Linked DNA regions of Sus scrofa: region 1 is linked to region 2. A link is a contact called in public HiChIP or PLAC-seq data. All regions are on one chromosome and are shown on one strand. The core of a region is the stretch at or near the end of the contact, and the rest is flanking DNA. Distances in the headings are between cores, read along the strand shown. Region 1 overlaps MTSS1 (metastasis suppressor protein 1). Region 2 overlaps LOC106509966 (a long non-coding RNA gene).

What was found. HiChIP or PLAC-seq counts read pairs in DNA pulled down with a chosen protein or histone mark.
Region 1: a contact with region 2 is called in an H3K27ac HiChIP or PLAC-seq map of alveolar macrophages. The contact joins two enhancer-like sites. A contact is called at or near these places in 2 of 47 Hi-C or Micro-C datasets (both in liver) and 1 of 2 datasets of contacts at active chromatin or transcription factors (alveolar macrophages).

What each region holds. Positions count from the first base shown.
Region 1 is chr4:14,941,101-14,945,824 of Sscrofa11.1, reverse strand. The region is part of intron 1 of MTSS1 (metastasis suppressor protein 1); the gene reads right to left. Among named protein-coding and RNA genes, the nearest start is that of MTSS1, 10 kb to the right of the region's middle. Within about 2 kb of position 3,269, at least 18 of the 83 cell types and tissues checked have an H3K27ac peak or open chromatin away from gene starts, as enhancers often do. A contact at or near this core is called in alveolar macrophages, where this site is marked.
Region 2 is chr4:14,800,433-14,804,863 of Sscrofa11.1, reverse strand. The region is part of intron 2 of LOC106509966 (a long non-coding RNA gene); the gene reads left to right. Among named protein-coding and RNA genes, the nearest start is that of ZNF572, 80 kb to the right of the region's middle. Within about 2 kb of position 2,068, at least 3 of the 83 cell types and tissues checked have an H3K27ac peak or open chromatin away from gene starts, as enhancers often do. A contact at or near this core is called in alveolar macrophages, where this site is marked.

The DNA.
Region 1 (4,724 bases), core at 2,020-4,519, 140 kb before region 2:
TAGGTACCTTTGACCTGGGATAAATCCTTCTGGAGAAGCCATCAGTTTAAATCAACATGTAGCTACAAGGATGTATTCATTGCACTGCCGCTTAAATTGAACACAGCCTAATCACAAATTCGCAAGGAACCAGCCCACCTCAGGGCCTTTGCACATTCTCTTCTCTGGCCTGGAACATCCATTCCCTGATATCCACATACTTCATAAGCTGTGGTTCAAATGTCACCTTCTCTGTGAGGCCTTCTCTACCTACCCGTCCTATTTAAAAACAGCCACACGAGGCCTGCTTTCTTTTTCCCAGTTGCACCTACTCCTAACAAACCCTGCTTTCTTTTTCCCCATTGCACGGACTCCTAATAAACGACACAAGTGGCTTACTCAGTTTGTCTGCCCGAGACCCCTACCCTCTTCTCCGCTAGAACGTACATTCCAAGAGGGCAGAGATCAGGTTCCCTGTTATTTACTGCTGCCTCCCCAGCACTTAACACACAACCTGGCACACAGCAGGGCCTCAGATCTGTGTGGCCTAAATGAATTGACTACAAACAAACAAAACAATGGGCCACCACCCAGCCCATGAAACTGACCCGGCTTCTAATTACAGGCACAGAAAGCACAAGTGAAAAGCTAAGGGAAAAAAGAAATTTCTGGCAGGGCACAGGCCGCAAGAGCCTTCATCTCAAATGTGTGTCAAGTGGTTGTGGGTGACTTTTATTTTTTACGTACTTGATGTCTGGGTTTTTCTTCCATTAACTTTCCATGACTTGCATAATCCTGGAGATGAACTCCCTCGTGTAATGCTCTCCGAACATTTGCTAATGCTTTCTGCTAAATGCAGGCGAACGCTTCCTCCTTGATTTAATTAGGGTGTCCCTAATTAAGGCCAGCACAACATCAAAGAGGCCAGGTTCCAGGGGACCCCCGGCTCCGGGTCGGCTTCTGGTTGCAAGATGACCCCATCCCCCACCAGCAGCTCAGCGCCTCCCAGGACCCGGAGGCCAAGGCCTTGGCCGTCAGCTACCTCCTCCTGGCCCCGCTCCCCGCTACTTGCTTCCTATTGGGGTGCTTCATCCAATTAGCCAGGCCCCAGATCACATCCTGCTGGAGAGCTGGCTTTGAAGGTTCAGTAAACAATCACTTCAAAACAAAGAGGGACCATTAAACCAAACTCAAAGACTTCCTTAATGGCCTCGTGCTCAGCTGCTGGAGCTGCCGGGACGGGCTGGAGCAAGCCAGGCCTCAGAAGGGAGACTGAGGTCTCCCTGGGAACTAATCACAAAGCATTTCCAGCCTCCTACTGCACACAGCCCTCTTCCTGCTGGGCGAGGGTGTGGGTTCGTTACTGGGGCGACCGTGACAGAGGGGGTTTCTCCAGCGCAACAAACACATGGTGTGTGGCTGCCACCTCGGACAACCGGTCGGACCCTTGGGAACCACACCCCCTGCACTTCCCTCTGCTGACAAGTAAGCAAGCTCCTGCCCAGGAGTGTCCATGGCCCAAGTCCTCTTGAAATAGAGGGAGGCCCCCTGGGCTCCTTGAAGCAGCTCAGAGAAGAGGCCTCGATTTGGATGCTTTATCTGGTTCATCCCACATCCTAAAGGCGTAGATGGAACCATCATCAAAGTGATGGATAAACAGCATCCACTACGGCATCCGAAACAGATGTTCTCAAAAGCTGGGAGAGACAGCCCAGCACCGAGGATTAAGGGCACAGACTCTGCAGCCAGGCTGCCTGGGCTCAAATCCCAGCTGTTAGCTCTTCGTTGCATGATGCGGGCAAATGGCTTCACCTCTCTGCACCTCAGTTTCCCCATCTGTCACATGGGAAATCGAGCAGTAACTCCCTCCCTGGTACATACACAGTAACTACCTCCTGGGTTGTTGGGCGGATTAAGAGTCTTTTTTTGTAAAGCACTGGAGCAATGCCTGGTTGTACCACATAAGTGCTTGTTCAATAAGCAAAATAAAACACAGCTCTCCGCTTGCGGGGGTCACCTGTACCAAAAGCCTCCCCCAATTCTGCCTTTCTATTCCAAATGAGAATCAGAGGCCTTCCCCAGGGGCCACCCTCAAAACCTGGGCCTGACATCTATCATGGCGCTGACCATGCTGCTTTCCGGTGACTTGTCTGTTCCCTCCTCTAGACTAAACGACTTTCGGGCAAGGTCACAGGTGTACCTCCACCCTCCCAGCAGGAGAGGACACCGTCATCTTTTGTTGAAAATGTGTACTGCGTTCTCTCAAATGATTTACAGGCTCAAAATTGGAGCATTTCACTTTTGTCTCTACTGCATTAACAAGGCGAAGGTACAGGTTTCTTATATTTTCTGAAATTTCTGAGTGCTGCTGTTGGCGGGGGGACTTGGGTGGAAATTATCAGGATGGCTCAGATAGATACACAAAAGCGGGTTTTCTCCCCCATTTTTGGCCACCCCACGGCACATGGAGTTCCTGGCCAGGAATCGGATCCGAGCCACGGCTGAGACCTAACGCTGCAGCTGTGGCAATGCCTGATCCTTTAACCCATGGTGCCAGGCCGGGGAAGGAACCTGCATCCTGATGCTGCAAGTGGCCACGGATCCCACTGCGCCACAGCAGGAATCCCACAAGAGCATTTAACTTAGCATTCATTTCACGCTAAGCCCTTTACATACGCTTTCTCTTCTAATCCTATTTTACAGATAAGAAAATCAAGGCTCAGGAGACCAGAGTAACTTGGCCAGAGTAAGAGAGCTGAGAGGGGCAGAGCCAGGCTTCACAGCCAAGGGCAACCACTGGAATCAAGCACTGGGCAGAGTCAACACCGAATGTGGAAAAACACCCAAGGATATCTGACTTGGTGGAAACCAGAGGGTCCAGAAATGAGGTAACTTTCTGGTGAGGCTTTGGAGGAGGATCAGAAAGATGTCAATAATCCAAAAATGGCAGAGAAGGTCCTCCAAGTGGGACACAGAGCAAGAATGAGGGCCACCGGCTGTGTTCAAAGAAGCCATGGAGTCCAGGTTGGTGGACTCGGGGAGCAGAGCAGGTCACTCCACCAGGGCCAAAGCACAGGGGCCCCTGAAGGCAGGAGGAACCCAGACACATCCGAGTCTTGGGAAGGAATAGAAGCCAGTACAAAGGTGCTGCTAAAAGGCAGCCTAGAGGCAAATGAAGCCACTTCTCCCAGTAGTCACCCCAGAAAAAGAAGAGGACCTGAACAAGGTAGAGAGAAAAAGCAGGCCCTGACAATGCCGTGCGCGTCTCCCCTTACCCTGGTGTAAACATCTCTAAAAGGCTTTTTTTTTTTTTTTTTTTTTAAAGCATTAAATTAAAGGCCCCGGAGGGCCTCCTCCAGGCACCCAGCCCGTCCCTCCTTTTATAAACAGACAGAAGGTTTGCAAATAGAGAAAGGCCAACAGGCCCTGTGGAGCCTGATGAGGTTATAATGAACTCAAGAGTGATTTACTTAGCAAGAAAAAACCCCTCAACTTCTCCATTTCCTGCAGCTTCACGGCAAGCTATAAATACAGCTCAGTAGAGGGTGTGGTCGTGTTTGCCCTTAGAAGTGGCAGAGACAATGACGGATTTCAAGACTTTAGAATACTTGGCTCCCAAATCTGCAAGACCGAGAGGTAACAGCAGCTACCCTCTGAGCGCAGGGCGCCCGAGGCCCTGGGTCAGGCCCTGTACAAATACAATCTCATTTCAGAATCCCAACCACCCTCTGAGACGGGTACTTTATGAGACTCATTTTACAGAAGAGGAAAAGAAAGCTCCGAGAGAGAGAGATGAAGACATTTGCTTACAGGACTGAAAACCAGATCTCACTGCCGCCAAGCTCAGGAGCAGCAGCAGCTCCAGAACTGTGACAGGGGCAGTGATGGGGCCAGAAGAGGAATGTGGACAGGAAGGAGGGTTGCCAAGCAAGCGGTGTCTTTACTTAGATGGTAGGTTACAGGTCCACACTGTCCAAGACGATAGCCGCTGGCCATAGATGGCTACTGAAATTTAAACAAGTTGCAAGCAAATGAAATATCAAAATCAGTTCCTCAGTAGCATTCGCCACACTGCAAGGGCTCAAAACTCACGTGCGGCTAGTGGCTAACGTAGCTGATAAATTCCATGATTGTAGAAAACCATACCAGACAGGACTATTACAGAGCAATGAAAAACAGCCAAGGAGTCTAAAAAGGTTTCTTCTGTTGTTATTTTCATCCTTCAACTTATTCACTGTGACATTATTTCGCTGTAAAATTACTTTTATTAACTGTAGTAAATACACACAACATAAAATTCACCGTCCTGAAGCCTGTGGTTCAGTAATAGCAAATATATTCACATTGTGGAGCCACCATGTAAAGATGCCCCTTACTCAGACTTGGGAAAGGCTGCAAAAACACACCGAGGCTGCTGGATCTGTGTGTAGCTGCGGGTGCTTTTAAAAATCCTAATGCTGGAGTTCCCACTGTGGCTCAGCAGGTTAAGGACCCAACTAGTATCCATGAGGATGCGGGTGTGATCCCTGGCCTTGCTCAGTGGCTTCAAGGGTCCGGTGTTGCTGCAAGCTGCAGCACAGGTTGCAGACGTAGCTCAGATCTGGCGAGGCTGTGGCTGTGGCCGGTGGCTATGGCTCCAATTAGACCGCTAGACTGGGAACCTCCATAGGCTGCAAGTGCAGCCTTGAAAAGCCAAAAAAAAAAAAAAAAAAAAATCCCAAGGCCTGAAATGTACTCCAAAAGCA
Region 2 (4,431 bases), core at 819-3,318:
TCTGTGTGTTTTCCTTTGTCAGGCATCCTATTTTTTTAAATTCTGTAGTGCAAATTTGGAAATGCTACTCAAATCATTATTTGAGTGAATCAGGGTAAAAACTAATGCATGCAGCTACACCCACTGCACATCTATGCAGGAGTTCAGCCCTCACCTTTCGTAAGTTATCACTGGGTCATCACCACGGGGGTGTCCTACATTTACCTCCATCACAATACATCCAAGCAGTACTTAGCATCTTTCCCCTAAATGATCTCCTTTACTTAAATTCCTCTTTCCACGAATAGCCTAACCACATGTGGATGATTGCAAAAAAAGCTAACAATCTTTCACCCCACCCCTGTATCCTCATCCTGCTGGTTTATCTTTCACAACTTCTTGACATCTAGTCAAACGAGTCATTCCATACTCTCCAAATATGCCATGTACGTTTCCGTCACCATGTCTTTGCTCATGTGATTTCTTCTGTCGGAAATGCCCCCCACCAACTCCCCACCTGTAGGAATGCTTCCCATGCCTTAAAGCTCATCTCAGCTGTCTTTCCTTGATAATGTCTGGCCCCATCAGCCAACAAAATGAGAGTATCCTGTGCTCGCAATCTCACTGATCACATTTGACTCAATTGACCTTGCATTTCGCCTTTCTCATATTTACTTTAGCTCCCCAACATTTAGAGAGCCCCTTAGGGAGCAAAGACCATGCCTTACTTTGCTTTTTTTGTTTGCAGCACCCAACTCTTTCAGGCACAGTTTTTTGTTTTGTTTTGTTTTTTGTCTTTTTGTCTTTTATAGGGCCACACCTGCGGCATATGGAGGTTCCCCGGCTCGGGGTCTAATAGGAGCTGTTGCTGCTGGCCTACACCACAGCTCACAGCAACACCAGATCCTCAACCCACTGAGCGAGGCCAGGGATCGAACCCACAACCTCATGGTTTCTCGTTGGATTTGTTAACCACTGAGCCATGACAGGAACTCCCAGGCACAGTTTTGAATTGCCCTGAGCCTGAAGTTCATCACAGGTGAGCTTGACTACTTATCGAATGGGAACAGTTGTATGCCTGGCTCCTCCCTCTCCATCACCTGTCACAGCGACAAACTCTTCAGGCACCTCCGCCAACATATCCTACACCTAGACTCTCTTCGCAAATTCTACTGCCTTGGTTCAGACCTCATCAACTCTCACAGGGACAATTACAAAAGCCCCCAATACTTCTTCCTGTCTTCAAGGCTGGTAACTCTAAAATATACATCCCTCCCTTGGCTTAACACTCTTCGGTGGCTTCCTCAGGGCAATGAGATAAAAGGCCAAGCTCCTTTCATGGTATAAAGGGTTCTACATAATCTAGCCTGGCCTGTTTTTCCTGTCTGGATACCTCTGAAGAGCTACACTTTTTCTGATCATGCATTCCTTTCCACCCTACTTAGAAAAATAAGCATTGATTATTTTTGTCTGCTGTGGTGAGCATTGATTGTTTTTGTCTGCTCATTCCTTCTCTCTTTCTTTGGGTACCATAGCCTACCCTCCTTAGAACCTAGGTGGCATGTGACCTATGCTGACCTGTTAGAGAACTCCATTCTCTTCCCAAGGACATAGTCCAGTGAGAACCTTTCTTGAGATTTTCTTCTTCTTTTTTCCTTTTTAGGGCTTCACTTGCTGCATATGGAAGTTCCCAGGCTAGGGGTCGAATCAGAGCTGCAGCTGCCGTCCTGTGCCACATTAGCAGCAATGTGGAGTCCAAGCCGTGTCTGGAACCTACACCACAGCTCATGGTAATGCAGGATCCTTAACCCACTGAGTGAGGCCAGGGATCCAACCTGCATCCTCATGGATACTAGTCGAGTTCTTAACTCACTGAGGCACCACGAGAACTCCCCCTTTCTTGAGATTTTCAATGCGGAATTGAATGAGACATTTAGAGCTCAGAGCGGCCCACATTTCTCCCTGTGAAAATCAAGGCATCAACTCGGAGAGACAAGTAGAAAGAAGGTTCTAGAAGCAAGTCCTCCACACGGCCCTGGACACCCTGGCTCTGGTTTCTAGGCTAATGCCAGGCTTGCTTGCTCACTTCTCCTTTCTCGTCCACGAGCCACCACATGAGCCTTCATTACATGTAAGCATTTGGTTAATCTTTCTCTGAAAAAGATTGTAAACTCCATGAGTGCAGGAACTATATTTATTTTCTTGGCCACTCTCTCTCCAGCACCTAGATTCATATTTATTACTTGTAGGGAAGGTCTGTGGAGGGGGGGCCGAGGGGTATTACAACCTAACAGGTGCATTCCCAGAGGGTCATTCAAGGTGGACTTCTCATGGACCGGTACTTGATTCTGTAGTAAAAGAAGGAACTGCTTCCTCCTCCTCTGAACTCTGTGTAGACAAGTTATCAGCTCAAGTTAAGATTTTCTTTCCGGTAGTGGACTGGAACTTTGCATTTCCAGCCACAACGGGCAGACATTATCTTGACAGTGTAATTTTTGAGGTGAGGGGATCTCACATTATTTCTGAGACCTGAGTTTAGTTCCTCAGGCTCCTTCTCCAGCTAGATACCAAGTTCTCAAGGGTAGGTATATATCCAAGAGAACTGAAAACATATGCCCATGTAAAAACTTCCACATGAATGTTCATAGTGCCTCTATTCATAACAGCCCCAAAGTGGAAACAGCCCAAATGTCCATGAACTAATGAGTGTATAGACAAAATGTGGTCTCTCCATGTAATATACCATGTGGTATTACTCAGCCATAAAAAGAATGAAGTGCTGGAATTCCCATCATGGCTCAGTGGTTAACGAACCCGACTAGTATCCATGAGGACTCGGGTTCAATCCCTGGCCTCTCTCAGTGGGTTAAGGATCCAGCATTGCCATGAGCTGTGGTGTAGGTCGCACATGCGGCTCATATCTGGCATTGCTGTGGCTGTGGCATAGGCTGATGGCTACAGCTCCAATTTGACCCCTAGCCTGGGAACTTCCATATGCCATGGGTGCAGCCCTAAAAAGACCAAAAAAAAAAAAAAAAAAAGTGCTAGCACATGGTACATGAATGAACTTCAAAAACATGATCCTAAGTGAAAGAAGCCAGTCACAAAGGACCATGTGTTATATGATATTATTTTTATCAAATGTCCAGCATGGACAAATCCATAAAGACAGAAAGTAGAATAGTGGCTGCCAGGGACTAAGAGGAGCAGAGATGAGGGGTGACTGTTAGGGTGTGGGGTTTCTCTTTGGGGTGATAAAAATGTTCTAGAATTAGATACCAGTAATGGTTACACAACCATGCAAGTACACAAAACCCCACAGAAGTGTATGTTGTAAAAGGCTGAACTATATTATATGTGAATTATGCCTGATTTTAAAAAAATTCTTGGAGTTCCTGTCATGGCACAGCGGAAACGTATCCAACTAGGAACCATGAGGTTGCAGGTTCGATCCTTGGCCTTGCTCAGTGGGTTAAGGATCCGGTGTTGCTGCGGCCCTGTTGTAGGCCGGTGGCTACAGCTCCAATTAGACCCCTAGCCTGGGAGCCTCCATATGTCAAGGGTGCGGCCCTAAAAAGACAAAAAAAAAAAAATCCTAAGGGTAAAAAGTCTAACACTTTATATATATATATATATTTTTTGAGATGCATCTTCTTTTTTATTACTCAAATGAATTTATCACATCTGTAGTTATATAATGATCATAACAATCCAATTTCACAGGATTTCCATCCCACAGCCCAAGCACATCCCCCCACCCTCCAAACTGTCTCCTCTGGAGACCATAAGTTTTTCAATGTCTGTGAGTCAGCATCTGTTCTGCAAAGAGGTTCAGTCTGTCCTTTTTTCAAATTCCGCATGCCAGTGAAAGCATTTGATGTTGGTGTCTCATTGTATGGCTAACTTCACTTTGTATGATAATTTCTAGGTCCATTCATGTTGCCAAAAATGCTGGTATTTTGTTCATTTTAATAGCCAATAATATTCCATTGTGTATATGTACCACATCTTCTTGATCCACTCCTATGTTGATGGACATTTAGGTTGTTTCCATGAGTTGGCTATTGCAAATAGTGCTGCAGTGAACATCAGAGTACATGTGTCTTTGCGAGTCATGGTTTTCTCTGGATAGATGCCCAGGAGTGGAATTGCTGGATCGAATGGTAGTTCTATTTTTAGTTTTCTGAGGAATCTCCATACTGTTTTCCACACTGGCTGCACCAATTTACAATCCCACCAACAGTGTACTAGGGTTCCTTTTTCTCCACAGCCTCTCCAGCACTTATTGTTTGTAGACTTTTTGATGATGGCCATTCTGGCTGGTGTAAAGTGGTACCTCATAGTGGTTTTGATTTGCATTTCTCTAATAATGAGTGATGTTGAACATCTTTTCATGTAACACTTTATATTTTTAATATCCCATATAGACTCTCTTATCATTTCCTATTTTGA